3 separate regions of the Mus musculus genome follow, and all the other regions are linked to region 1. A link is a contact called in public ChIA-PET and promoter capture Hi-C data. All regions are on one chromosome and are shown on one strand. The core of a region is the stretch at or near the end of the contact, and the rest is flanking DNA. Distances in the headings are between cores, read along the strand shown.

Region 1 (4,512 bases), core at 18-2,517:
TTTTTCCCATTGACATTTTTAATTAAAAGAGAGAGAGAGAGACACCTTAATTATCTTCTGTGTTTGGCCATGACTAAACTCTCTAGCATTGCAGTGCAGATTCAGAAAAAGGAGATGTGGTGAATTCTGAAAAGTGAAAGTACTGGACAATGGCGGGCAGGTGTTTAAACCATCTATGAAGATGCAAAATGCCCATATATTAGCCTAACATGGAAAATATTCAGGATCAATATCTTACCAAGAACACCTAGGCTCTGTCCAGAGCAATACCTAACTCTTGTTTACTATCTAAGCAAAAAAAAAAAAAAAAAGAACTGATATAACTTTTAGTGCAAAGATGCAAGCAAGAATGATCAATAAGGCCTAAGCCAGGTGAGGACACCAGGATCTCTTATGGCTACTGAGACAGAAACAAGCAGGTGGAGGGGTGAGGGGGTTGGGAAGGCACAAGCTTGCAGTCCCAGCTACTTTAAGAGGCTGAGGTAGGGTGATATTTGACCCCAGAACTCCAGGACCAACCTCAGTAAGGCGGTGAAACGGGCCTCAAAAATAAATAATAAATACGTATTTAAAAAAAAAATCTCTGTTTAAGTAAACATGGAATCCTAAGAGTGGCTCTTCAGAGGTACATATAGTTAGAAAGTGACACGGGGGCGGGTTTTCAAGTAAATCAAGGGCTCAGGATGTTAAGGTCACTGATAGCCCCTTTGGCTGCAAGGAGGGGAATAGAGGCTCCTCTTAGACTGAACCCCTGAAACTCTACAGTATCTTAGTAGGCAGAGGGGAGAGGAAACAAGGAGAAGGGAGAGAAGAGGAGGGGACGCGGGGGGTGGGGAGGGCTCCTGAGATTCCAGACCTGTTTACAAGGTGTATCACAGCAGCAGAGCAGAAGGAAACAGGAAGTGCTTGCCCCAGCAAAAGAAGGGGCTTCTCCAGAAAAAAAAAAAAAAAAAGACCTTCCTGCTCAATTTCAATTCGATTCCTCACGAACTCTTTTTCTCAACTTCAGATCACTGCGGTTTGTGATCTGTGAGCAAATAAGCCTCTCCTAAGCGTCACTGAAGTCTCTCCTTTTAGGGTCTCCCTCCCTCCACCCTGGACAAACTTTCGCACACACCTTTGGACCCTCACCTCCGACCTGGAAGGGGAGATCTTTCCTCCAGACAGAAGCGGTGAGGAAAAGCCAGGGACTGGTTTCAGCCAGCCAAACCAACCAGCAGCCCCTCCCTTTTTGACTGCAGAGAAAAGAAACTGAAACTCCAAACCAGCGGATACAGGAAAGAGGAGGAAACTTTTGAGTCCTAAGTATTGGCAAAACTCTAGGCCACCAATAGATGGCAATGCAGGGACTCTGGTGATCCAAGGCTAGAGGAGAAGTTTTCAGCAGCCAGGAAGAGCTTTTTGGTGGCCATAGCTAAGGGCTGTCACTTACATCAGGTGGTTAAAGACCATGTTAAGGGAAGATTTCACTCAGCAAGAAGGCAGCCACGAACTCAAAAGAAACACGAGAAACTTTTATTAACGTGTGAGCCGAAAATAAAACAAATGGCCCAGCAAGCTATACAGTTTCTTACAATCTTTTTCAGGCCAGACAGCAGCGGTATTTTTATCTAGTCACCATCTGAGGGTGGTCTCTGAGTTCCTTAATGTTTAAAGGTGTTCAGTTAGGGGAACAACAACCCAGGAATACATGGGAACACATTAAAAAAAAAAAAAAAAGCACGGTCTTTTGCTTAATTTGTGAATAACAATAACCCTTTGGTTATGAAAATAGAATCTGCAGCTTTGCACTGACCTTTGTCCACTTTGACCTTCTCAAGTGTCTCCATCCCCAATCCCTTCCAGGTTAGCACATTTACATTCCTTTTAGGCTCCACTCAACAGTTACCTAGCAACAGTCAGGTAGGTCTGGCTTGCTATAAAAGGGACTGTTTGGCCCCTCCTTGTTCTCTCTGAGCCCTTTCTCCTTCCCCCTGTCCCCTCTCCACATGTTCCCTGCTGGTAGTGCTCCTCTCTCTCTCTCTCTGTCTCTCTGTCTCTGTCTCTCTCTATCTCTGTCTCTCTCTCTGTCTCTCTCTCTCTCTGTCTCTCTCTGTCTCTCTCTCTCTGTCTCTCTGTCTCTCTCTCTTTCTCTCTTCTTACCCACCCCCCTCAAGAATTATCAAGTCTACCCAATAAACAAGAAAGGGAAACCATGCCTGCAGCAGGGAATGGTGCCAGTGAAGTTGTAAGGGTCCATAATTCAAAGAAGAATGACACCCAACTCAACTGGTATGCAAATGTAAAGATAGATTTCTGCAGAAGTCCAGCAAGCTGGGGTCTCCCATTACCAAGATAGAGACACCCAAGAGAGCTTGCTGGTCTGATTTAAGGCTCATTAGGGAATTCTGAGGTAGGGACCTCTATGTTAATCTATTGGGTCCATCTCTATGGACATTCTATTACCTGGGTGTGAGGGCAGGAAACTTGCTGGGGAGGTCTGGGAACTGTTACCAAGGTAGTAACTGAGGAAGTCTGGAAACTGCTGCCTACCCATTGGCCTTGCTTCAGGCCAGGTGGTTGGGACATTCCATTAACTGGGCTTGAAGGCTGGAGCCTAGGATTTTTTCTATTGGTAATTGACTTGCCTGGACTGGCTCAGTTCTTAGGCCTAGTCTCCTTAACTACCAATTTTAAGTCTGTCATGAAATCAGCCTAGCTTTCTCTCTCAAAGTCATAAATCTTAAAGGAAAACCTACAACCACGACTTTACTAAAACCAGCTCAATTCCTGAAACAATCCAAACTTTGTTTTTATATCCACAGATAAGTGTAGTCCTCACTGTATGTGAGGGGTACAGTAAAGAACCACAAAAAAGCAAAGGTATGTATATATATATACACACACACACAGACATATGTAGTGTATGTATACAATATAATGTACAATATAATGATATACAATATAATATACAGTATAAGTATATACAATATAATGTATAGTATATACAAATATAAAATATTGTTTTATATATGTGTATATATATTATATATATATGTAATGAAGTATGTATGAGAGAACATCCAGATGCATCTCTACGAGCCCAGAGCAGAAACAGACTGGACATGGCCATGTCTGTCTTGGACATAAGAAGAATAGTGAGAATAGTAGGGGAGAATAGTGGATATGGCAAGATAGATAATGGTGGAGGAGGAACCATATCTTTATATAGAAAACAAAGGGGTATCTGAGGAGAAGGAGACCTGGGGAGTTGAGAAGAGCCCTCAGGCTAGCTTGCAGGCTTTGGAATGTATAAAGGGTACTTGTGAATAGGGGCTGAAGGACCATGGAGGCTGGCATAGGCTTTGATATGCAGCCACAGGTATCTGTCCTTTCTACCAGAGGCAAGGGAAATATGTCCTTTTCAGAAATTAAGTTAGAAATGCTGGCTTTTATTTAACCAACAGAAATTCTTCTATAGTTCAGCTTGAATTGGGCTAAGACTGTCATTTTGGGATATATGAATTGCCTGAGACCTAACACACCCCTCATCAAGAAAACTTCTCTTTGTAACAGACTGAGACCCTAACAGGAAATCAGAACCAGTCAAAATGCAGGCTTGTGGAGTACAGTCCCAACTGATGCATCTACCAAATACAGCTACCAAAATCTGAACCTAAGGCTCAGGGAACATAGCTGAAGAGGGGGCAGAAAGACTGTGAGAGCCAGAGGATCAAGGAGTTTGCTGTGGGACTGTTGTCTCCCAGCAACATCGGAAGCTATACCCATAGACTCTCACCATCATGACTGCTTAAACATGAGCTGAAGAAGGAAGAAACACACACACAAACAAACAAAAACAAAAAAGGGTGGTGATGCGGGGCGTTTATGTAAGAAATTTACTGCAGGCTCAGAGACAGACAGCAACGGAGGAAAAGAAACACCATGAGACTCGTTCTGGCAGACTTCTGAGAATTATCATGAAGAAGATTTAAGTAGCCTTGATGTTGATGCAAAGGGGATAGGCAAGAGTTTATTTGGGAGCCAATTATGAGTGATCTTGGCCTAAGAACATCAATGTTGGTTACCCCAGATTCTGTGTTTTAATGTGGAAGCAGTTTGAAAAGTTTCTCATAGTAACAGCAAAAAAGAAAGTAAGTCAATACATTTTCAAATACATTGGTGGAAACAGGTGGGCGGATTAATCAGAGGGAAATTCTCTGCTACTGGCCTCAGATGCTACCTTTTGTTTTGTTAGAAAACCAGTGCTTGTTTGCACTTTCCAAATTATTTATGTTAATGAGCACAGAGACTCATGCAGAGGAGGCAGTACAGGGCTGCTAACAGGGCTAAAGACCTCCCAAACCATTTGACTGAACTTTGTAGTATTCCAATGTTCCAGTTTCTGATAGGGGAAAATGGGACATGGAAATGTTTTTCTTCTAGGAAGCAGTTTATTGTGCCTGCGTGGAGGCTCTGAACATTAGTATTCAAAGCCAAATTAAATGCAATGGGGCTTCTGTTTGTCTACAA
Region 2 (4,440 bases), core at 1,621-4,120, 160 kb before region 1:
TGGTCTGATCACTTTCTCAATTCTGCTTTATGGTAAGGGATCCTGGAGCTGATTGCAGGAGCTTTGTGAATCCAAGAAAGAATTTCAGACATAGTCATAGATCTAATACATCCTGTTTACTGCATGTGCATTTTCAAGTGTGTAAACACTGTTATTATCATTAATAAAGTGACTCATTAGTTTCAAAGAAGAGGAATGAGAGAATCTGGAGTATGTATTCATAGATGTTTTTACTTTTATCAAAATATGAATCTATGTTTATATTTAATAAAATTAAGCATTTAAGTTCATAAGTCTCCAGGGTTCTTTTGTTTAATATTGCTTTAATAATCATGTTCCATGGGAATCCCTTTCCTCTATTAGAAATGAATATCAATGGGTATTGCACACAGTTATAATCACATACACAGTAACACTGCTCACTAACAGTGTGGCTAGTGTTGTGCTTGCCTGGTCAACTCCATCCTCTCACTGAGGTCAGAGGGTGATGGCAGACTTGAAGGACAGTGTCTGAGTTTTGCAGAGTTAGGAGTGGAATTCTGTCTGCAGAGAATGTTCATGCAGAGCTAGATAATAGTCTGGGAATTTTATAGTTTTAATTCCCGAACAAGCCTTAAGAACAAACAGAGAAGACGGTGGGTGAGTAAAATGTGGAAAATACAGAGACATGGTAGCCCTTGCTTCTCATCCATGTACTTGAGAGTTGGAGAAAGTAGTATTCCCTGGAATTAGAGACTGTCCTGAAAACTTAGAGAGCTCTAGCCCAGGATTGAGTATAGAGTAAATCCCTGCCTCAAAAACAAATTGTTAGTGTTTGGCATAAATAGTTACACATCAGAAGGATGGGAACACCATAACATTTCTTGCCAGCAATTGTGTCACAGTAAGAACAACAGTAGAGTCTCATGTGTTCATGCAAATGTGTAGTTTAGACTAGGGGTATAGCTAGTGATGGAAGAGTAGCTCAGCATCCACAGTGCCTAGATTTCAATCCCTTAAAGTCAAAAACCAAATTAAAGAACAACAGCAAAAGCCCATGATCCCAGCACTGTGAGGCTGAGGGAGCTAGAGTTCAGTTAGAGTCTGGCTGGGGTACACTTTGAGAGCCTGTCTCAAAGGAAGAAGAGAAGGAAGAAGAAAGATCATCATATATGTGAAATGAATTCAAACTACAGGTTCATATCTGCTGTCACTCATTATCCCATATTTCAGTAGATCTGAGAATGTAGGGAAATAATGAGAGAGGGAAACAGGAGTGGGGTTGAGACAAGTGATGGTGACTGCACAGGTTTCTTCATTGTTCCCTCACACAACTGACTTTCTTTATTTAATTATTTCTTTTTTATTTTTCTTTTCATTCATTCTTTCTTTCATTGTTTACTCCTCCCTTTCTTTCTCCTTTCCTTTTCTCTTGGGAAAGTTTCATGTGTTTCCCACGCCGTCCTGACGTCACCATGGCTGAGGATGGCTTTGAGCTCCTGATCCTCATGCAGCCAGCTGCAAGGCAGGGGCATCCTGTGCTGGTTTGAATAACAATGGCCCCAGAGGCTAAGATTTTTGAATACTTGGTTCTCAGTTATCAGGACACTGTTCAGGAAAGATTAGGAGTGTGGCATTCTTGGAGAAGGTATGGCATGGGTGCAAGCTTTCAGGATTCAATAGATTCTGACCACCACCACCATTCTCTTTCTGCCTCAGGTTTGTGCCAAGATAGTGTCTCAAGTTGTGACTTCTCACTTCCTGCTCCAGCACTGTGTCTCCCTGCCTGTTATCAGGCTCTCCACTGTGGTGGTCATGAACTCTAATCCATTTAACTTGAGCCCCAAGTCAAACACTTTCTTTATAACTTGCCCTAGTCATGGTGTTTATCCCAATAGTAGAAGAGTAAGGACGACAGATGACACGTGTGTGTGTCTCCACACCTGATTTAGTACAGCGCTTAGGTTCCATCACTGGGCTCCATCACTTAGGTTCTAGGTGAACACTAGGCCCAGAGAAGCCCATTCACAACCCTACAGATTTCTACCTTCTAGTCAGGGAATGTTACATCAGTATTGTTGCTCTTTAATACAAATCCTAAATCAAATGGAAACAACTAAGACATTCTGGTGAGGGAGCCCTGGAAGGGGGAAATGAATGCATGGGTCAGATCAACACTGTGAAAGGACTAGGTCTTTTCAGCCACAGAATACATAATCTGGGGACATCATGGGGCAGCTGGAGAGCCCTCTGCAACTCACTACTCTCTCTGCTGTGAGGGTAGTGAGGTATTTCTGCCTGGCTCTGCACATGACTCCTCCCCATCCTGTCCCTGATGGATGAGGAATCTTGCTTGTGTGGCAGCTTCCCTGAACTGCAACTTCCTTCCTGTTCTCATCCTACAAGAGTCCAGCTCCAACCTCAGAGGAACACTGCAGCTTTCTGTCCCTAGTCTTGTTTTTTCCTTCCCTTTGGGCCACACTTGCCACCTAGGCAAAGCCAGCACAGGAGCTCAGGTGCAGGAGAAGCCCATGGGGAAAGCTTTCTTTCCATCACAGGCAGATTTCCAGAGGGTCAGGAACTTTTTGGATGATTGTATCATGAGTCTGAACAAGTGACATAACAAGTTCCTGTAGCTCTGAAAATGTCCCAAGTTACTGGAAGGCAGAGCTGACCTAAGGCAACTGACTCCCTCTGGTAGTAAAACCCCAGTTAATAATGGGGTACCACCCTGTTGGTTGATAGTTCTGTGGTTCCTTTTTCTCAGTTCCACCCCTCAAAGTCTTAACTTTCATTTCTCTTGTGGTTCACCAGAGCCCGTGACTAAATTCTTAGAAGCTTAGTGACTAAGTTCTCAGGGTATAGACTTTGCTCCTCTCCATGATTCTGGGTCATTTGGTTGGTGTTTGAAGGTGTGAGAACAATATTAGACTGCAGAGTTGGGAGGAATTTAGAAGAAAGCACTGTCTCTGCTTTGGTGAGTTTAATTTGAAACTAAGAAGGAAGGGGAGGTGGAGAACTGCTGGCTTTCTGCTGAGTGTTCTGGGCCTAGGAGTCAGAGGGAAGGGTGGCCTGGGGAAATAGCTCTCATGGGCTGAAGAGATCCGGTTATTTCTCCAAATTTACTCTCTTCTTTCCTAATCTTTAATTTTGAGTTGCACATGAATCTCCTGCTCCAAGAGAGAAACTGCTCTCCCTCAAAAGTAGAGCCAGGGCAGAGTTTGAAAACAAAAGTTTAAGATTTATCTGAGTAATAATGGATTTACCCATGATTCTATGGATTCATTCCCTATGTTTCTGTCCCTGTGATTAGAAGTCCTGACCTTCCTGCAGCTACCTATTCATGTATGCCACTCCAACCTCAGTAGAATCTGTGTGACAAGTTCCACAGACTGAGGTGAAAACTTCAAAAGAAGGAGGCCTCCTAGAACCAGTTGTGGAACTCTTGGCTGAAATAAAATATTGAGCCCTAGTTCTCATGGCAATTTATCTGTTTTATCTTTTTTATTCATTTTTTTATTTACAAGATGTTCCTGATAGCTTAGGCTAAGATCTTAAGTAAGAATAATGGGTAAGAAACCATCCCTTGAGATGGGGTCACTAACCATGGCCTTATCTCTGGAAAAACCAACATTTCACTTTATAAATCATGCATAAGATAGAATTGATAACTAAAAACTTTCCCAACAATAAAATTTTACATGGCTGCACATGTATCATTGGAAATAGGCTTTCGTATATTGTTTAAGAAAGCCTTAAATAAAAAGAATAAAAATACTTCAAATATATGCTTTGAAGATTTACAGAAAATCAGGTACTAGATGTTAAACAACAACTGATCATAAAAATGTATTAACTTGTTCTTGGAAATTTGCCACTAGCCTTAGATGATTTTTGTATTTTACTATGCCAAATGATTATAATAATATCTGTTCTACCTGACTGCTTCACTGAACACACTTTTCTTAGAAGTTGTAGTACTTGAATGAGAGAGAGAGGAAGAAAGGGAGAAAGGGAGAGAGGAAGAAAGGGAGACAGACAGAGGCAGGCAGACAGACACAGGGAGAGACAGAGGGAGTATGAGAGAGAAAAAACACTGGAGAAGCACACTTTCAGGAAGTGTCAGATTTCTATTCCTTTGGAACATGATGTCCCTATAGATCTCATCCTAAACTCATGGAATTGTCCAGTGTCAGCCTCCACAGCTGCAGAGATTACAGGTAAACATTACTGCCCCAGGACTTTTCTACTGTTCAAGAAATAAGCACCTGATTGAGTTTAATGATATAAAAGACTGAAAGATATCTGCTCATAGAAAGACCTAGAGAAATAAGAAAAAAAAAAGGGGACTTGGAGCAAAGAATCCAGGCATCACGCAAGCTAATGTAGACAACAGAAGACACAGGTCAGGCCTGCTGGTGTCCAGGTTGGCTTTGAAGGTTGTCACCAGCCCATCCTCTT
Region 3 (4,582 bases), core at 420-2,919, 200 kb before region 1:
TATCCCATATACAGTCCCCAAAATCAGACTCTATTGAGTGTGCAGGAAGTGCTTTCTGATGGGAGACTGATAAGGCTGTCTCCTGAGAGACTCTGCCAGAGACTGACAAATACAGAGGCAGATGCTCAATGACAACCATTGGACAGAGAGCAGGGTCCTCAGTGTAGGAGTTGGAGAAGGGACTGAAAGAGCTGACAGGGTTTGCATCCTCATGGAGGGAACAAGAGTGTCAACGGGCCAGAACCACCAGAGCTCCTGGGAACTGGACCATCTACCAAAGAGTACACATGGAAGGAGCCATGGCTATGTCCACATATGTGGCAGATGATGGATGGCCTTGTTGGACATCAGTGGGAGGAGTAACCCTTGGGCCTGAGGATATTAGATGCATCAGTATGTGACAATGCTAGGGCAGGAAGATAGGAGTGGGGGAGGGGGAACACCTTCATAGAGGTAGGAGTAGGGGGTTTCCGAAGGGAAGACCTGGAAAGGGAAAAACATTTGAAATGTAAGTAAAGAAACTATCCAATAAAAAAAAAATCCTTAAAAAAAAAAAAGAAAAGAAAAGAAGATTGGTAGTGTGGCATTATTAGAGAAGGTATGGCATGGATGCAAGCTTTCAGGATTCAGTAGATTCTGACCACCAACAACAACATTTTCTCTCTGCCTCTGCCTCTTGTCTAGTTTGTGTCTCAAGGTGTGACTTCTCATTTCCTGCTCCAGCACCTTGTCTCCCTGCCTGGTGCCATGTGTCCTACTGTGGTGGTCATGAACTCTACTGTGAGCCCCAAATGAAACACTTTCCTTACAACTTGTCCCAGTCATGGTGTTTATCCCAGCAGTTCGGAGTAACTAAGACAGATCACATGCAGGAGCCACCACACCTGATTTTGTACAGTGCTGAGGGTCCACCATCAGACTCTATAATGATAGGCAAACACTACTCTCAGAGAAGCTCTACAGATTTCCACCTTTTATTCAGGGAATGGTGTAGCAGTAGTACTGGTCTTTAAACAAATCCTAAATCAAATGGGACCTTGTGAAACATCCTGTAGAGGGACTCCTGGAAAGGGGAAAATGAATGAATGGATCAGCTCGGCACTGTGAAGGGACAAAGTCTATTCAGTTACAGAATACATAATCTGAGGGACATCATGGAACAACTGGAGAGCCCTCTGCAGCTCACTGCTCTCTCTGCTGTGAGGGTGGTGAGGTGTTTCTGCCTGGCTCTGCACATGACTCCTCCCCATTCTGTCCCTGATGGGTGGGAAATCTTGCTTGTGTGGCAGCTCCCTGAACTGCAACTTCCTTCCTGTTCTCTTCCGGTAAGAGTCCAGCTCCAACCTCAGAGGAACACGGCAGCTTTCTGTCCCTAGCCTTGTTTTTCCTTCCCTTTAGGCCACACCTGCCACCAAGGCAAAGCCAAAACAGGAGCTCAAGTGCAGGAGAAGCCCATGGGGAAGGCTTTCTTTCCACATTCCCAGAGGGTCAGGAACTTTTTGGTTGATTGTATCATGAGTCTGAACAAGTGACATAACAAGTTTCTGTAGTTCTGAAAAAAAATGTCCCAAGTTACTGGAAGGCAAAGCTGACCTAAGGCAACTGACTCCCTCTGGTGGTAAAACCTCAGATATTGATGGGGTACCACCCCACTGGTTGGTTGTTTTTAGTTTCTTTTTCTCAGTTCCTGCCCTCACAGTCTTAACTTTCATTTCTCTACTGGCTCCCAAGAGGACCAGCACAGTTGGCTGAATCCTCAGGACTTAGACTCTTGCCTGTGTTTGCTCCTCTCCACAAATCCTGGGTCTCTTGGTTGGTATCTGAAGGTGTGAGCCAATTTTCAACTGCAGAGTTTGGAGGAATTTAGAAGAAGACACAGTCTTTGCTCTGGTGAGTTTAAGTTGAAGTTAAAAAGCAGGAAGAGGTTGGGGGGGAACTGCTGGCTTCCTGCTGAATATTATGGGGATGAGAGCCAGAGACAGGGTGGCCTTGAGGAAGACAGCTCTTATGACCTGTCTGGAAAGGTCCGTTATTTTTCCAAACAGACTCCAGTCTTTTTTCTAATCTTTAATTATGAGTTGCAGCATGAATCTTCTGCTCCAACACAGACACTGATTTCCCTCCAAAGAAGTAGTATAGCCAGAGGGGTGTTTGAAAAAAAAGGTTAAGATTTCTCTGAGTAATAGTAGATTTACCCATGATTCTAAGGGCTTATTTCCTTTGATCTTTGTCTGTGATTGGAAGTCTTGATCTCTTTGCAGCCTCCTATTAATGTACTTGTACTATAAAATAGCCTGAAGTCTGTAGGGAATTCCTAATGTCACTTTAAAATCATTACCATTGCCTACCCTTCCCCATATGCCATATGTCCTGTATCTGAATCTAGATCACCCCAGACTAGTAATTCTGGATACAACGAAAGACGACACAGTAAGATCCAGAGTCCAAGGACCTAATAAGACCAAATCTATTTAGCTAATTTGGGTGCAATTAGTGGGCTGGAGGAGCACTTGCAAGTTTCTACCAGCTCCTAATTTAATCCCAAGGAAAGAGACAGAGGATAGGGTGAAAGGAAGATTGGATGAGATAGAGAGAAACAGAAAGAAACAGAGAGACAGAGAGAGAACAGCAAAGGAGCACTCTCAAGAAGTGACAGCTTTTTAATTCCTGTATATCCCAGGCTGACCTCATGGAATTGTTCTGTGTCAGCCTCCCCAGCTCCTGGGATTACACATGAACATTAGTGCCCTAGGAGGCACAGCAAGAGCTCCTAATTGAATTTGATGACATAAAAGAATGAAAAATGTCTGCTGATAGAAAGATCTAGAGATCTTGAGAACCATGAAAGAAAAGAAAGGACTTGGAGCAGGGAATCCAGGCTTCACCCAAACTAATGTAGACTCCAGAAGACACAGGTCAGGACTTCCTGTGTCCAGGTTGGCTTGAGGGTTCTCAAGAGCCCATTCATCCCCTTTCCCTTTGCTCTGTCTTGCTTTCAATCAGTTGTGTACACCTGTTTTCTGAACATAGCAATTAACTCTCTTAACCACCATATGTTATGAGATATTAAAATGCATGTTTTAGGGTTGTCCAGTTTTTAAATGTGGAAACGTCTAGGGGATACGTGTCAAATTGCTTCAAAAAATGATACTTTGTAAATGAGAGAATTTATTTGCCAGGCCTATTTGGAAAAGGACCATTTCTTCTATGGCATCAGTTCTTTGAACTCTCTTCATTCTTTTTATACCCTTTTTTTTATTACATATTTTCCTCAATTACATTTCCAATGCTATCCCAAAAGCCCCCCATACCCTCCCCCACACTCCCCTACCCACCCATTACCATTTTTTTTTTTGGCCCTGGCGTTCCCCTGTACTGGGGAATATAAAGTTTGTGTGTCCAATGGGCCTCTTTCCAGTGATGGCCGACTAGGCCATCTTTTGATACATATGCAGCTAGAGTCAAGAGCTCCGGGGTACTGGTTAGTTCATATTGTTGTTCGACCTATAGGGTTGCAGATCCCTTTAGCTCCTTGGGTACTTTCTCTAGCTCCTCCATTGGGAGCCCTGTGATCCATCCAATAGCTGACTGTGAGCATCCACTTCTGTGTTTGCTAGGCCCCGGCATAGTCTCACAAGAGACAGCTATATCTGGGTCCTTTCAGCAAAATTTTGCTAGTGTATGCAATGGTGTCAGCGTTTGGAAGCTGATTGTGGAGTGGTTCCCTGGATATGGCAGTCTCTAGATGGTCCATCCTTTCGTCACAGCTCCAAACTTTGTTTCTGTAACTCCTTCCATGGGTGTTTTGTTCCCAATTCTAAGAAGGGGCACAGTGTCCACACTTTGGTCTTCATTCTTCTTGAGTTTCAGGCGTTTAGCAAATTGTATCTTATATCTTGTATACCCTTTTTTTATTAGATATTTTGTACATTTCAACTATTAGCCTTTTCCTCACTTCCCCTCCAAAAACCCCCATCCCATCCCCCTTTCCCTTGCTCACCAACCCACCCACTCCTACTTCCCTCTCCTGGCATTCCCATACATTGGAGCATTGACTCTTCATAGGACCAACGGCCTCTCCTCCCATTAATGCTACATATGCTGCTGGAGCCATGGGACACTCCATGTGAACTCTTTGGTTAGTGGTTTAGTCCCGGGAGCTACTGGTTGGTTCATATTTTTGTTCCTTCTATGGAGCCTCAAACCCCTTCAGATCCTTGCTTCCTTTCTCTAACTCCTCCATTAGCGACTCTGTGCTCAGTCCAATTGTTGGCTGTGAGCATCCACCTCTGTATTTTTCAGGCACTGACAGAAAGACAGCTATATCAGGCTCCTCTCAGCAAGTACTTGTTGGCATCCACAATAGTGTCTGGGTTTGGTAACTGTATATAGGCTGAATCCCCAGGTGGAACAGCAACTGGATGGACTTTCCTTAAGTCTCTGCTCCACACATTGTCTCTGTATCTCTTCCCATGGGTATTTTGTTCCCCCTTCTAAGAAGGACCAGAGTATCCACATTTTGTTCTTCCTTCTTCTTGAGTTTCATGTGGTCTGTATTTTGGGTATTCGGAGCTTCCGGGCT

What was found. ChIA-PET counts read pairs in DNA pulled down with a chosen protein or histone mark. Capture Hi-C pulls out chosen DNA fragments and counts their contacts.
Region 2: a contact with region 1 is called in an RNA polymerase II ChIA-PET map of memory CD8 T cells, with 46 read pairs. The contact joins the promoter of Trim30c here to the promoter of Trim34a in region 1. A contact is called at or near these places in 2 of 39 promoter capture datasets (the C10 cell line and pre-B cells), 3 of 115 datasets of contacts at active chromatin or transcription factors (bone marrow-derived macrophages, effector CD8 T cells and memory CD8 T cells) and 1 of 9 other capture datasets (liver).
Region 3: a promoter capture Hi-C map of liver shows a contact between it and region 1, with 4 times the contacts expected there. The contact joins the promoter of Trim30a here to the promoter of Trim34a in region 1. A contact is called at or near these places in 1 of 39 promoter capture datasets (the C10 cell line), 1 of 484 Hi-C or Micro-C datasets (LSK cells), 4 of 115 datasets of contacts at active chromatin or transcription factors (effector CD8 T cells, embryonic stem cells, large pre-B cells and 1 more) and 1 of 9 other capture datasets (liver).

What each region holds. Positions count from the first base shown.
Region 1 is chr7:104,241,212-104,245,723 of GRCm38.p6, reverse strand. Trim34a (tripartite motif-containing 34A) reads right to left here and starts at 1,267. Exons shown (of 8, transcript NM_030684.3): 1 at 1,132-1,267.
Region 2 is chr7:104,399,208-104,403,647 of GRCm38.p6, reverse strand. Trim30c (tripartite motif-containing 30C) reads left to right here and starts at 2,870. Exons shown (of 8, transcript NM_001378693.1): 1 at 2,870-2,956.
Region 3 is chr7:104,443,212-104,447,793 of GRCm38.p6, reverse strand. It overlaps Trim30a (tripartite motif-containing 30A), which reads left to right and starts at 1,669. Exons shown (of 8, transcript NM_001357467.1): 1 at 1,669-1,890.